2 separate regions of the Mus musculus genome follow, and region 1 is linked to region 2. A link is a contact called in public Hi-C data. All regions are on one chromosome and are shown on one strand. Each heading gives the region's core, a stretch centred on a gene start, on an enhancer-like site or on the middle of the called end of the contact. The rest is flanking DNA. Distances are from core to core; before and after follow the strand shown. Region 1 has its middle 540 kb from the start of Gm40666. Region 2 overlaps Gm26861 (a long non-coding RNA gene).

Region 1 (5,325 bases), core at 1,803-4,302, 560 kb before region 2:
TTGAAGGAATACAATCTCTTCTTCTATCATGTGGATCCCCAGGATCCAAGTCAGGCCATCAATTTTGCCACTAAATGCCCTTACCCACTAAGTTTTCTTGCCTGCACTCAAACTCTTCACATAGGAAGAAGCACAAGCCAACCCAGAACACACCCAATCAAGGACATCTTAGACTCTACTTTCCATTAAAACCATTTAGTTCTTTCGCATTTTCCAAAATGCAGCAAACCAACACTCTCCTGAAGGACTTCCTATCCATAGCCATTCCAAGGCATCATGGTCACACTCTCCAGCCTTAACAGAGCCAAAGGGAGGACGTCATCTCTCATGGCAGCCTTACCCAGCCTAATCCACTCAATGTGCGCCACAATCGTTTTACTTCATTAGCTCCACTCCAGTGTGCCAGGGAGTCAAGCTTACCCCCAGAAATCACCATATATTAACTACAATTCCATGAGGCAGCAGAGCCGTTTAATTTGAAGATGAAATTCCAAATGCAGCTGGAGCCCAATTTAGAATTTTCATTTCTGTAAATGGAAACGCAGATCAGCAGAGCGTATCCCGAGTGGAGGCTTGTGCTCTTTCTCCTGTAAATTCCTTTGCTCTCCAAATAGCTAAGCATTTGAAAATAACCAATTTGATGCTGGGTTTCAGAAGTTACTACCCTAGTGTGGCAGAGCTGGGATTGGTCCTCGGTACAGTTACTGGGCAGAAAGTGATGCTTACCTTTTCCTCCAGCCTTCACTCACTTTTCTCTCGTACCCAGCCTTTAGTTTTGTCTATTGGCATGAAAGAGATTTGACACTTATTTGTTAGTACTATATTTTTTGCTGTGGAAATAATGAACACACCTGCAGTAACCTAGCATTTTATAGAGCAAAATAACTGACTATGCTCTTCTCAACCACAAAGAGGATCCGTGCCAGCTGCAGTCCTGTCCATCAGGCAGGAAGAAGGAGAGCAACTGCCACCAGACTCAGGTCTGTGTTTCTTTACTCCCACTGTATCTAGATGCTGGATTTTGAGAAACCCAGGGACTTCCCATGGGCTGCGATTTTCTGTGGTGTGAAGTGGGATATACAGGAAGAATGAACACTGTGGTGGCTTATATGTGCTTTGGCCAGAGAGTGGCACTAGTAGGAGGTGTGGCCTTGTTGGAGTAGGTGTGTCACTGTGGGTGTGGGCTTTAAGACCCTCATCCTAGCTGCCTGGAAGTCAGTCTTCTACTAGTAGCCTTCAAATGAGCATGTAGAACTCTCAGCTCCTCCTGTATCATACCTGCCTGGATGTTGCCATGTTCGCACCTTGATGATAATGAACTGAACCACTAAACCTGTAAGCCAGCCCAATTAAATGTTGCCTTGGTCATGGTGTCACTTCACAGCAGTAAAACTCTAAGACAGGAGCATAGAAAACAATCACACCTGACTCTCATTCTGTTTCAGTGTGTTGTATGGCTTTTTCTGAGGAGAAAGAACACATCTATTCAGCTCCAATAAATGGCTGGCCAACGAAATAGTTCCATCCATAGATAACTTGGTCAACCCAGGAGTATTTGGTGTTTATTTACAGCACATGTGTGATTCAGGTTTCACTGCCCAATACAGCTTGGGTGATGACTCAGGGAACCTGTATGATTGATGTTCCCAACAATTTATAGGCAGGTCCACTGAAAAGTCTCTCCTGTATCACCTGTTGTATACTGCTGGTGTGACCTCAAGAGGGAGCCTTATGAATCTTGTAAATTTCATTAATTTCCTGTCCCTTAAGTGTTATTAGTTTCCTGAACAGTGGGTAATTCTCTGTTCTCCTTCCAGAATGCAATGCTTCAATTCAGAGGGAGCAGTCACACCGTGAACTGATTACAATGATGCAAGCACAGGCCACTTCTTGTATACTCTGTCCTATGACCTGCTATAGGATGATAGACCCTCAAAAATGGGCACATCATAATCCCTGGAACATGTGAATATACTTCCTTCCATTTTTAAAATTAGTTTTAGGGCTCCCTAGGGACATAGGATTAAGAGGAAACACACACTCACAGAGACAGATACATGCTTGTAATTTATTTTGAGAACCATTTCATGCAGCCTGGAGTGTCTAGGTCTCACTAGAACTGAGGAATCCTGGAGGCATAATTTGTATAGAAAGGACTGGGAACAAAGTGAGGGGTCTTCTGTGGTATGAAAGCACCCCTAAAGTTTCCCATGTAGGAAACTGGATCTCCACTTTCATGGTATTTAGAAGTGGGAGTTTTAAAAGCTGGAAAATCAACACTCCACCCTAAAGACTGAATTAATCCTTAAAGTGAATTAATGATTTTAACAGAGTGTTTCTAACATGTTATCCCTGGACTGTCCTGGTTCTCTGTAGAGAAAAATGGCCCTCACCATTTATTTGAAAAGCAAGCCTTCTCACTGGGGATGACTTCCAGCAGTAGTACAAACTGGTTGGATGGTAGAAAACAAAATAGGAGAAACTAAGGTTGGTGATTTTTATGACAGTTTCCTCCTAGCAATAGGCAGTGAGTTTCTTTTTCATTCCTCTTTCATGACATTTTGTCCACAGCAGTACCTTTTTTTGTGAGATACAGCACACTTTCTCTCACATGAGAATGGCCTCTGTACCTGTTACATGACAAAGAAGAGGCTGGGGTGCCCACTCTTACTCTAGCCAATCAACAATTCCACTATTTCTTATAGACAGAGACAAAGACAGAGACTCAGCCACTGATGTAGGAGTGCAGAGGCACCTTTAAACCAAGAGAAAAAAGAAAGAGGGGATCACCAGGTGTTACACCCTCAAGCCCCTTAGAGTCAGTGGTCTCCCCAGCTCTGTGGGTGCATTCTTTACCAGAGAAGTAACATTTTCTGATAAATGCTGTTGCTTGCCTGTATTTTTATTCTTAACACAGAAAAGGAACACACCTTCTAGTCCATGTCACTCATTTGGCAGAGCAATTATTCCTCCTGGTAAGCTATTGGCACAGGCCGTGATGAAGGCCATAGTGTCATCTGGTGATTTTGGCAAGCTTTGCTCTCAAGAAACCCTTCAAATTTTCACATCATTAAAATGTGCCTGACAGAAGACACAGATGCTGCTCTGGCACCTTCCTCTCCTTTGCTTAATTCCCAAGAAATGAAATTGTTCTGCCTGAAGCCGTCTTACCTTAAAATTGACATAACAAAGTTAATTGATTTAATGTAACACGATGATTGCAATTGCGTAGGAAACTGAACCATATTTTGACTAAAGACTGATCCCACATGGATTTAAATAGAGCTTTTCTATTTGAAAACCAGGTGGAGACAATGAGCAGTTCTTCCTGTTAGGAGAACAGGGCAGGGCAATGGTAATTTAAGATTCTTCTGTGGTTCTTTCTCTTAAATCATGATGACAATTATTTTGAGGAAATGTCAGGGCATCCACAATGTCTCTTGAATGTGAAAAAATAATGTCCCCCACAGGCTTATGTACTTGAACAGGAGGTCCCCAGAGGGTGGCACTGTTTGAGAACAGTGTGGAACCCTCAGGGATGGAACCTTCTGGAGGAATTGGGTCACTGGGAGCAGATCTTGAGGGTTTTTAGTCCCCAAATATTTCCTGTTTGTTCTCTGCTTCCTGACTGCATATGCAGTGTGGTAGCTGCTTCCCGTTCCTGCTGCCATGCTTAGCTGTGATGGATTGTCTCCTCCAGCTGGAGCTGAAACAAACACTCCCTCCCTCAAATTGTTTCTTAATAGGTGCTCTGTCACATGCTCCTACATCTCTCTTTGCCTTTGAGACCCCAAAATAGAGGCATGATGAAATCAGCAGCACCGAATGTCTTACTAGAAAGCCATGCAGAGGTCGAAATGACTGGTGAGAGCCTTGGGAACTATGAAGCCAAACTGTTCAGGGTTGCTTTCTTGATTTGAATCCTTTTCCGTTCCCACAACTGTGACCGAATACCCAATGGAAACAATTTAAGGAAGGAGAGAAAGATTTATTCACTTTGGGGTACAGAGTATTACACTCCATCATGGCAGCAAAGGCAAATTAGAACAGCTCTCTGTGGCAGCAGAAGCATCAGACAGTAGCTGGTCACATGATGGTAGACAGGAAGCAGAGACTGTGGCCAGGATTAGGGGTGGTTATAACCCAGTGACCTAGATCCATTTTCAAGACCCTACCTTATAAATTCTCCATGGCCTTCAAAATTTTTGGAGGTCACATTCAAAACACAAGTCCGTGAAGGATATTACAGATTCAAACTACAATAGGATCCTGGAGGTAATATGTAGGATTCACTATACATTCATTCATTCATTCACATTTATAATGAGGGTATCAGGGACCAGTATGATGGCTGTCAGTGAGTTCTTGAATGTAAATGTGGAGCCCTGAGTCTGATCTCCAGCATCCACATAAAGGCCTGATATGGTGACATTTATGTGTATAACCCCAGTGCTGGGTCAACAGGATCCCTAGAGCTTGCTGACCAGCCAGTTGAGCCAGTAGCAATACTTGAAGAAGTCACCGAATGTCCACCTCTTACCTCCAAATAAACGTGAACTCTTGTTCTCAAGTCCACACATACTTGAGAATGCACGCATATGCACACACACACACACACACACACATCATTTGGTCAGCTCTCAGTAGGATTTTACCACTACCCAGAAATCCCTTACAAGTCACTAATGATCTCAAATAATGACAAACATGGTGATTTTATATCTGTCTTTAGGTTATAAATACATATATTTTACCTCTTTGGATACTACTACTTGTTCCTTCTTACATTCCTTTATTGAGCCTGCTCTTCTGTCGAGCTTCCTTCTGAGGTGCTTCAGCTTTGTCATGGGTTTGAGCTGCTTCCATTTGCTGCCCACACTGTCTTTCTGGATGGCATATCTAATATCGAAGTTTTAGGTACTCTTAGGTAAATATATCTCATTTGATCTCCAGCCAAGAATACTTCCTACACTTGTGGTCCTGTATCTATGGCTAACGCCTGATTTATCTACATCACTGCTCAGTATGCAGACTACGACTCAAGCTTATCAGAGAAGAATTCCTAATCTTTCCCTGCAGATTCTGCTTCTTTTCTACCATTCTAGCTGCTAATGGTTTTCTCCATAGTCCACCAAGTTGACTGGTCCAGTTGAATTTACCTGGGATCCGTTCCCATTCCTGGGTTCAAACCATCAGCAAGCCATGATGATTCCCCTTGCTCAGCTTTGAGACTTACCTTGAATCCACTGAAAACCCCTCCACCCACCCACACACTTTCAGTACACACACCTCTTACTACCATCTGAGGCAGAGCAGTATACATGC
Region 2 (6,128 bases), core at 1,405-3,904:
GATAGACGTACACAAATTTCTGAAAAAGCTCAGGCAGATAAGGCATTTGAATATTCTGCTGCAAATCCCATCATTTCAAGCAACTCAGGGTATGCTGAAGGAACCCTTCAGTGAAGCACAAGTCATGGTGAGAGCTGTATGGCATAGTCCCTAAACCTTGTCAGCAGAACCCAAAGTAGAAAGGCTTCTCCAGATCCATGGAGTAAGTCTTTTCAAATCTGCAAGGAAATTACAGCACTAAAGTATTGGTAAAATAGGTTGAAAGAAAAACTAGTCAGAACAGGAGTACACAAGATCTAGTTCTCAGGTAGGTTTCTCCTTGCATAACACAAACTGAGAATATTGTGGAGAAATAAGGTCAACAAAAGCACCTAGAGGCTAAAGCCAGGACCACCAAAGCCGTGCCCTGTCCTGGAAACAGAATCAAGGACCATTCAATATTTGCTTAGCTCAGTTTCAAAATTATTATGGTTGCTGTCTCACCAACCTTCTCCACATTCTGGAAACTGTAATGTCATTATCCTGTGGCACACTGGCTTGGTAGAGAACACTTGTTTCCCTCGTGTCCCAGGTCTATAGATACAGAGATGTGTCCCAGCTAACTTCCTCCATCAAGTGAACTCATCCCCACTTGAGCCTACCTTGAAGGCAAGATCTTGGATTTAGATTAAATTGTAAAATTATCTTGTATTCTCAAGGAACAGGGTGTTTTTGTGCACTCAGAAGACTATCTGGGGGTCTGAGCACAGACCTTGTTAGATAGTCTCTATGATGTTCCCTCCTGATATTAATGAAATAAAGTAAAACCATTCTTTACACAACTGGCTTCTAACCAGAATATTTTGGAGTTGAGTGAGTGCAACTTCTCTATTATTTATGATTCTGTCTTGCCATTTTGGCCCTTTCTGTCTTCCCCTTTAGCACCTCTAATGGTTTTCTTGGAGGTTTATGAGACAAGAAAATGAAATGGACTCAAGAAAACTGTCAGTGCAAAAAATGAAAATTTTCATTGAAAAGATGAAATTCTACCAATAAACATGAGTGTCTGGAAAGCAGATCCTTCACTTTTCAGTCATTTAGATTGACGCCTATAACTGTATTAGTAGTCAATACCATCCACAACCTTTTGAAAGACCCTCAATGAGAGAACACAAGTACACCACACCTAAGCTCATGACACACGCTGTGAGTTAACTAGCACAGACGTGTTTATGCCTCCAACACAATGATAATTTCTACAAGGCAATAGTTAAGAAACATACCTTTCATACATAGCCATGTGTTTTACTATGTGGCAGACATTAATACAGATAAAATACCTTCAACAGCAAGTAGACACCCTCACTTTTTGAGTAGTCTTACTTTGTTTTGTATCTCTTTGGTGATTTTTAGAATTTTTCTAGGTTTTGTACATTACTAGAAATATTATCTTTCATGAGGTAAATTATTTCCAATAATTTAAGATCTTACGCAGAGTACTTTCATAAAATACTTGCCCCATAAGTTCATTCCAATTACGTAAATTAGAAAGCTTGAGAGCTCAGATATGAACCCCAAATGAGAAAGCAATCAAAGCAAGGTCACACTTTGGTCCAATTACTTTAGGGTTGTTGTTGAAGAGGCAAGAAAGAAAATATGTGCCTATCCCTGTCTAGGTTTTTGTGTCACATACAAATTCATGGATATATTGGGTACCTAGGGGATGTTAAATGTATTCTCTGAGCTTTGTCCCTTCAGCCAGGATTCTCTGTAACTCCAACTTCAGCCAGGACTCTCTGTGACCCTCCCTTCAGCCAGGACTCTCTGTGACAGCATTTTAAATTCATGATTATTGAGTTAGCATCCACAGTGAAACCCCAAATCAGAGATGAAGCACTATACCATAATATATTTTCTTATTATACATACAAGGATGAAAGGGTCTCCTGTTAAGCTTTGAAGGTGTCTTCTCAAAGTATGTGGCAGAAACTTGCACAATGGCAGGTTGGGCAGGTGCCACTGTTGAGATCTGGCTGGGTCCTGCAAGAGTGGAGAAGATGAAGAAATGAATTCTGTGAATACTCTCTCCCCTTTCTTCCCTCCTTCATTCCCTCCATTCCTTCCTCTTTCCATGTCTCTCCACCTCATATTTTCCTTCCATCTTCTACAATAGTATTATATAACAAGAATAACCTCACTAAAAACTAGTCCCCTGATCATGGACCTCCCAAACTCAATAACCATGAGCTATTAAAAGTCTGATTATCCTAAATTACCCAGTTGAGGTTATTCTATGAAATCAGCAGAAACATATTCAAATGGCTTCCTGCCATGATTATTTATTTCAATGTCTATATTTTTTTAAAGGTAGTATACTCCCTTGAATACAACTTTCCCTGGGACATCAATGGCAAACTGGGAAAATTTTCTTTGGATACTTCCAAGGGTATGAGTTGTGTGTGTTTATGTGTTTGTGTGTGTGTGTGTGTTTGTGTGTGTGTGTGTGTGTGTGAGAGAGAGAGAGAGAGAGAGAGAGAGAGAGAGAGAGAGAGCTAAAAGAGTCCTTCAACTCCAAGAACATGTCAGTGTGATTAATGTTATAATAGATATAAGCACCAGGAGGCTGATGGAGGAAGAAGCGGCCCCCCTGTGAGCCTGTGGGATGAGGACATGGGCAGTTTTCCAGAAGAACAGTTCGCCAGCCAGCTCATGTTTCCCTTCTCCTTCCATGGCTAATGCAATTTCACCTCTGACTTTAACATTCTGTTTGGGATTTTATTCTTACCTCTTCTCTCATGCTTTGCTTTATTTTCTGCCCAATAATCCTCTTTTCAACAACACAGCCAGCTCTTGTTGGCTTAGCTATCAGATTAAGCTGATGGCAAATCCTAAAAACCCTAGCCATCTCTGCTGTATCCTGAGGAGGTTGGAGATGTTAGTCCATGAAACGTAGCTGGAGCAGGGCATTGGAGAGGAACAACAACAAAAAGGAGCTTAGGGAGCCAAAGGCTCAGAAAGAATGTCAGAACTGGCAGGGGAGGGTTTGCAGAGCATCCCGGGGGACACGCTCTCAGTGGACATGAACAGATGGTGGAAAAGAAAAATTATATATAGACACACACATATATTTAAAAGCTGTAGAGCATGGCCCATGGAGCTCGAGTAGGTTGACAATTAGCATACCATATTATCTATTATTTTTAGTTTGCAGATCCCTATTTATTTCTCTCAAGGAGTGCTCTTAGCATGCCACAGATTTTGAAATGAGGGACTCAGGGAAGGGTGGGTGAGATTAGGAGAGATCAGAGTGACTCAGTGGAAAATGAGCGCAGATGCTATGGCACAGTGCCATCCCATCTTCCTGGGCAGGCACACAGACTGGCTAATGAAATTGTCGGGGACTTTGCTGGGGCTCCAGAGCTCTTGGCTCCAGGGACTCCGTGGTGAGGCACATCCAAGCTTTTTTTCTCGCCTTCCACCTTACACATGACAGCATGTGCTCTGAGAGTCCTGGGGTTCGTGGACCCCTTCCTTAGTTTCTCAGCTTGAGCATACATTAATCTCAGGAACCTTTTTTTCTATGTTAAAAAAATAAAAAAGATTGAGCCTGGTTTAGCTGTTCCCTGAAAGGTTCTGCCAGAGCCTGACTAATACAAACGTGGATGCTCACATTTGGACTGAGCAAAGAGTCCCCAATGGAGGAGTTAGAAAAAGGACTGAAGGACCTGAAGGAGTTTACAACCCCATAGGAAGAACAACAATATCAACCAACCAGACCACCCCAGAGCTCCCAGGGACTAAACCACCAACCAAAGACTACACATGGAAGGACTCATGGCTCCAGCCGCATGTGTAGCAGAGGATTGCCTTATCTGGCACCAATGGGAAGGGAGGCTCTTGATCTTGTGGAGGCTCAATGTTCCAGCATAGAGGAATGCTAAGGAGGTGAGGCGGGAGTGGGTGGGTGGGTGGGAGACCACCCTCATAGAAGCAGGGCAGGGGGCATGATATAGAGGGTTTGCAGAGGGGAAAGTGGCAAGGGAGATAACATTTGAAATGTAAAGAAATAAAATAACCAATGAAAGACAGATAGATAGATAGATAGATAGATAGATAGATAGATAGATAGACAGATAGATAGACAGATAGATAGATAGACAGACAGATGCTAAAAAGTCCAAGAGGAGACAGAAGAAAAAAAAAAGAAAATGATTATTATTAAAAAGTGTGTTGTGTAAAATGAAAAACAAATATGAGGAATAATACCTTGAGTTATTCATGGCCCCAAATATCTTCTTCTTGTGTTTTGTTCAACACTGTAGGACATATACTGAAAGAGGAAAGGCAGAGCAATGTATTGGTGTGATGACACATGAACTCATAACTAGCTAATGGGAAGATGTGAAAATAAATCTACTGAAGAAAGATTGTGGGATTTCAGGGCCCCTTGGAAATTTCAGCTTATCCTCATAGCACTATGGTCATTTCTACTATCTGGACTAATCTAACCAAATCAAAATCATAGGAAGAGTAACAAATATGGAAAGTGCAAAACCTGTGTTGTCAATTCAGGATCCATGTTTATTTAAAGAATCTGTGAGAAAAGATCAGGAAGTAGACTGTTTTTATTTTTACTTCCTTTGGTAGTCTTCTTCCCGTTAGCTTAATCTCCCTCATTCTTTTTTTTTTTTTTTTTTTTTTTTGCTAGAAAGTGAGCAATCTCAATCTCTCTCTCTCTCTCTCTCTCTCTCTCTCTCTCTCTCTCTCTCTCTCTCTCTCTCTCTCCCTCTCTCTCTCTCTCTCTCTCTCTCTTTCTCTCTCTCTCTCTCTCTCCCCAAAAATCCCACACAGGCCAACCAACATCAATGTACTCTCATATGAATTAGTCAAACCATTCTGTCTAGATTTCCTTTTGCCTTTAAATCCAAACCAATGATTTGAAAACGTATTTTATTAGTTGATGCATTGCCATTGGACTCAGGAAGCCAATGAAGGTGGAGTGAAGTCAGGATGTAAATGATGGGTATGAAGGGGTAAGTGACAAAACAAATAGGTATAGGGTCCAGGGAGATAGCTAAGTTGTTAGAGAGCAAACCTTAGAAGCATGGGGATATAAGTTCGGTCCCCAGAAGACATGGATTTTTGTTTTGTTTTTTGTTTTTTTTTTTTTTTTTTGCTTTGGGTCAGGTTTATAATGTGAATCCAACACAGGGATGAAATAAGAGAATACAGGGGCTCGCTGGTAAGTTAAATCTGTGGGTTCCAGGGTGGTGAGGACTGTATCTGTAAAAAAATTAAATAAACAAATAAACAAATAAGCAAATAAGTAAATACGGAAATAAAGAAATAAAAAGTGAATGGCATCTGAGTAATAATAGACAAATCTACCCTCCGGCTTTCACACATGCACAGGCACATGTGCATATACACATACACAGACACACATACAAATACAAATATACACACATGTAAACATATATAAACCCACATATACACACCCATACAGCCATACACATACACACAAAATATACATAAATATAGGTTATAAATAATGTTAATATTAACATCTTAGTTATGCAAATTATAACTTTATCTATAATAACAGCGAATAAGTCTGTATTTGTTACATCCCTTACATGTTTGGATATTGAAAATCTTGACACTCATACTTCATTAAATTTTTACAAACTCTTTGAAGTAGTTCTATCAAGATACTAACAGCTCAAATCAAAGGAAATAGAAGCCGGGCAGGCTGAGGAAGGTCCTTTCAATTCAGCATCTCCTAATTCTAAGTCAAAGTCGCTTTCAGAGACTTTAGCCCTCTCTGTGTTTCATTTCCCTCACAGCCATACTGTCAAACTTCATGCTCACAAACTTCAAAGATGCTGGTTACATATTAACCTGTTCCTTTCTCACAGCTCAGGGTTAAATATCACCCTCTGGCTTTCACACATGCACCGGCACATGTACACACACACACACACACACACACACACACACACACATACACACATACAAATATACATATACACACATGTAAACATATATAAACACACACACACACACATACACACATACAAATATACATATACACACATGTAAACATATATAAACACACACACACACACACAAGTGTGTGTGTCCAATGT

Evidence for each region. A called contact is a pair of places that touch in the nucleus more often than the background predicts.
Region 1: a Hi-C map of cerebellum shows a contact between it and region 2, with 2.8 times the contacts expected there. The contact joins two enhancer-like sites. A contact is called at or near these places in 2 of 484 Hi-C or Micro-C datasets (cerebellar granule neurons and cerebellum).

Annotation. Positions count from the first base shown.
Region 1 is chr13:11,214,563-11,219,887 of GRCm38.p6, reverse strand. No RefSeq gene overlaps it. Among named protein-coding and RNA genes, the nearest start is that of Gm40666, 540 kb to the right of the region's middle. Within about 2 kb of position 3,052, at least 2 of the 459 cell types and tissues checked have an H3K27ac peak or open chromatin away from gene starts, as enhancers often do. A contact at or near this core is called in cerebellum, where this site is marked.
Region 2 is chr13:10,650,772-10,656,899 of GRCm38.p6, reverse strand. Gm26861 (a long non-coding RNA gene) reads right to left here. Exons shown (of 7, transcript XR_001780860.2): 5 at 4,246-4,309; 6 at 1,909-2,019. Among named protein-coding and RNA genes, the nearest start is that of Gm40666, 21 kb to the left of the region's middle. Within about 2 kb of position 2,654, at least 41 of the 459 cell types and tissues checked have an H3K27ac peak or open chromatin away from gene starts, as enhancers often do. A contact at or near this core is called in cerebellum, where this site is marked.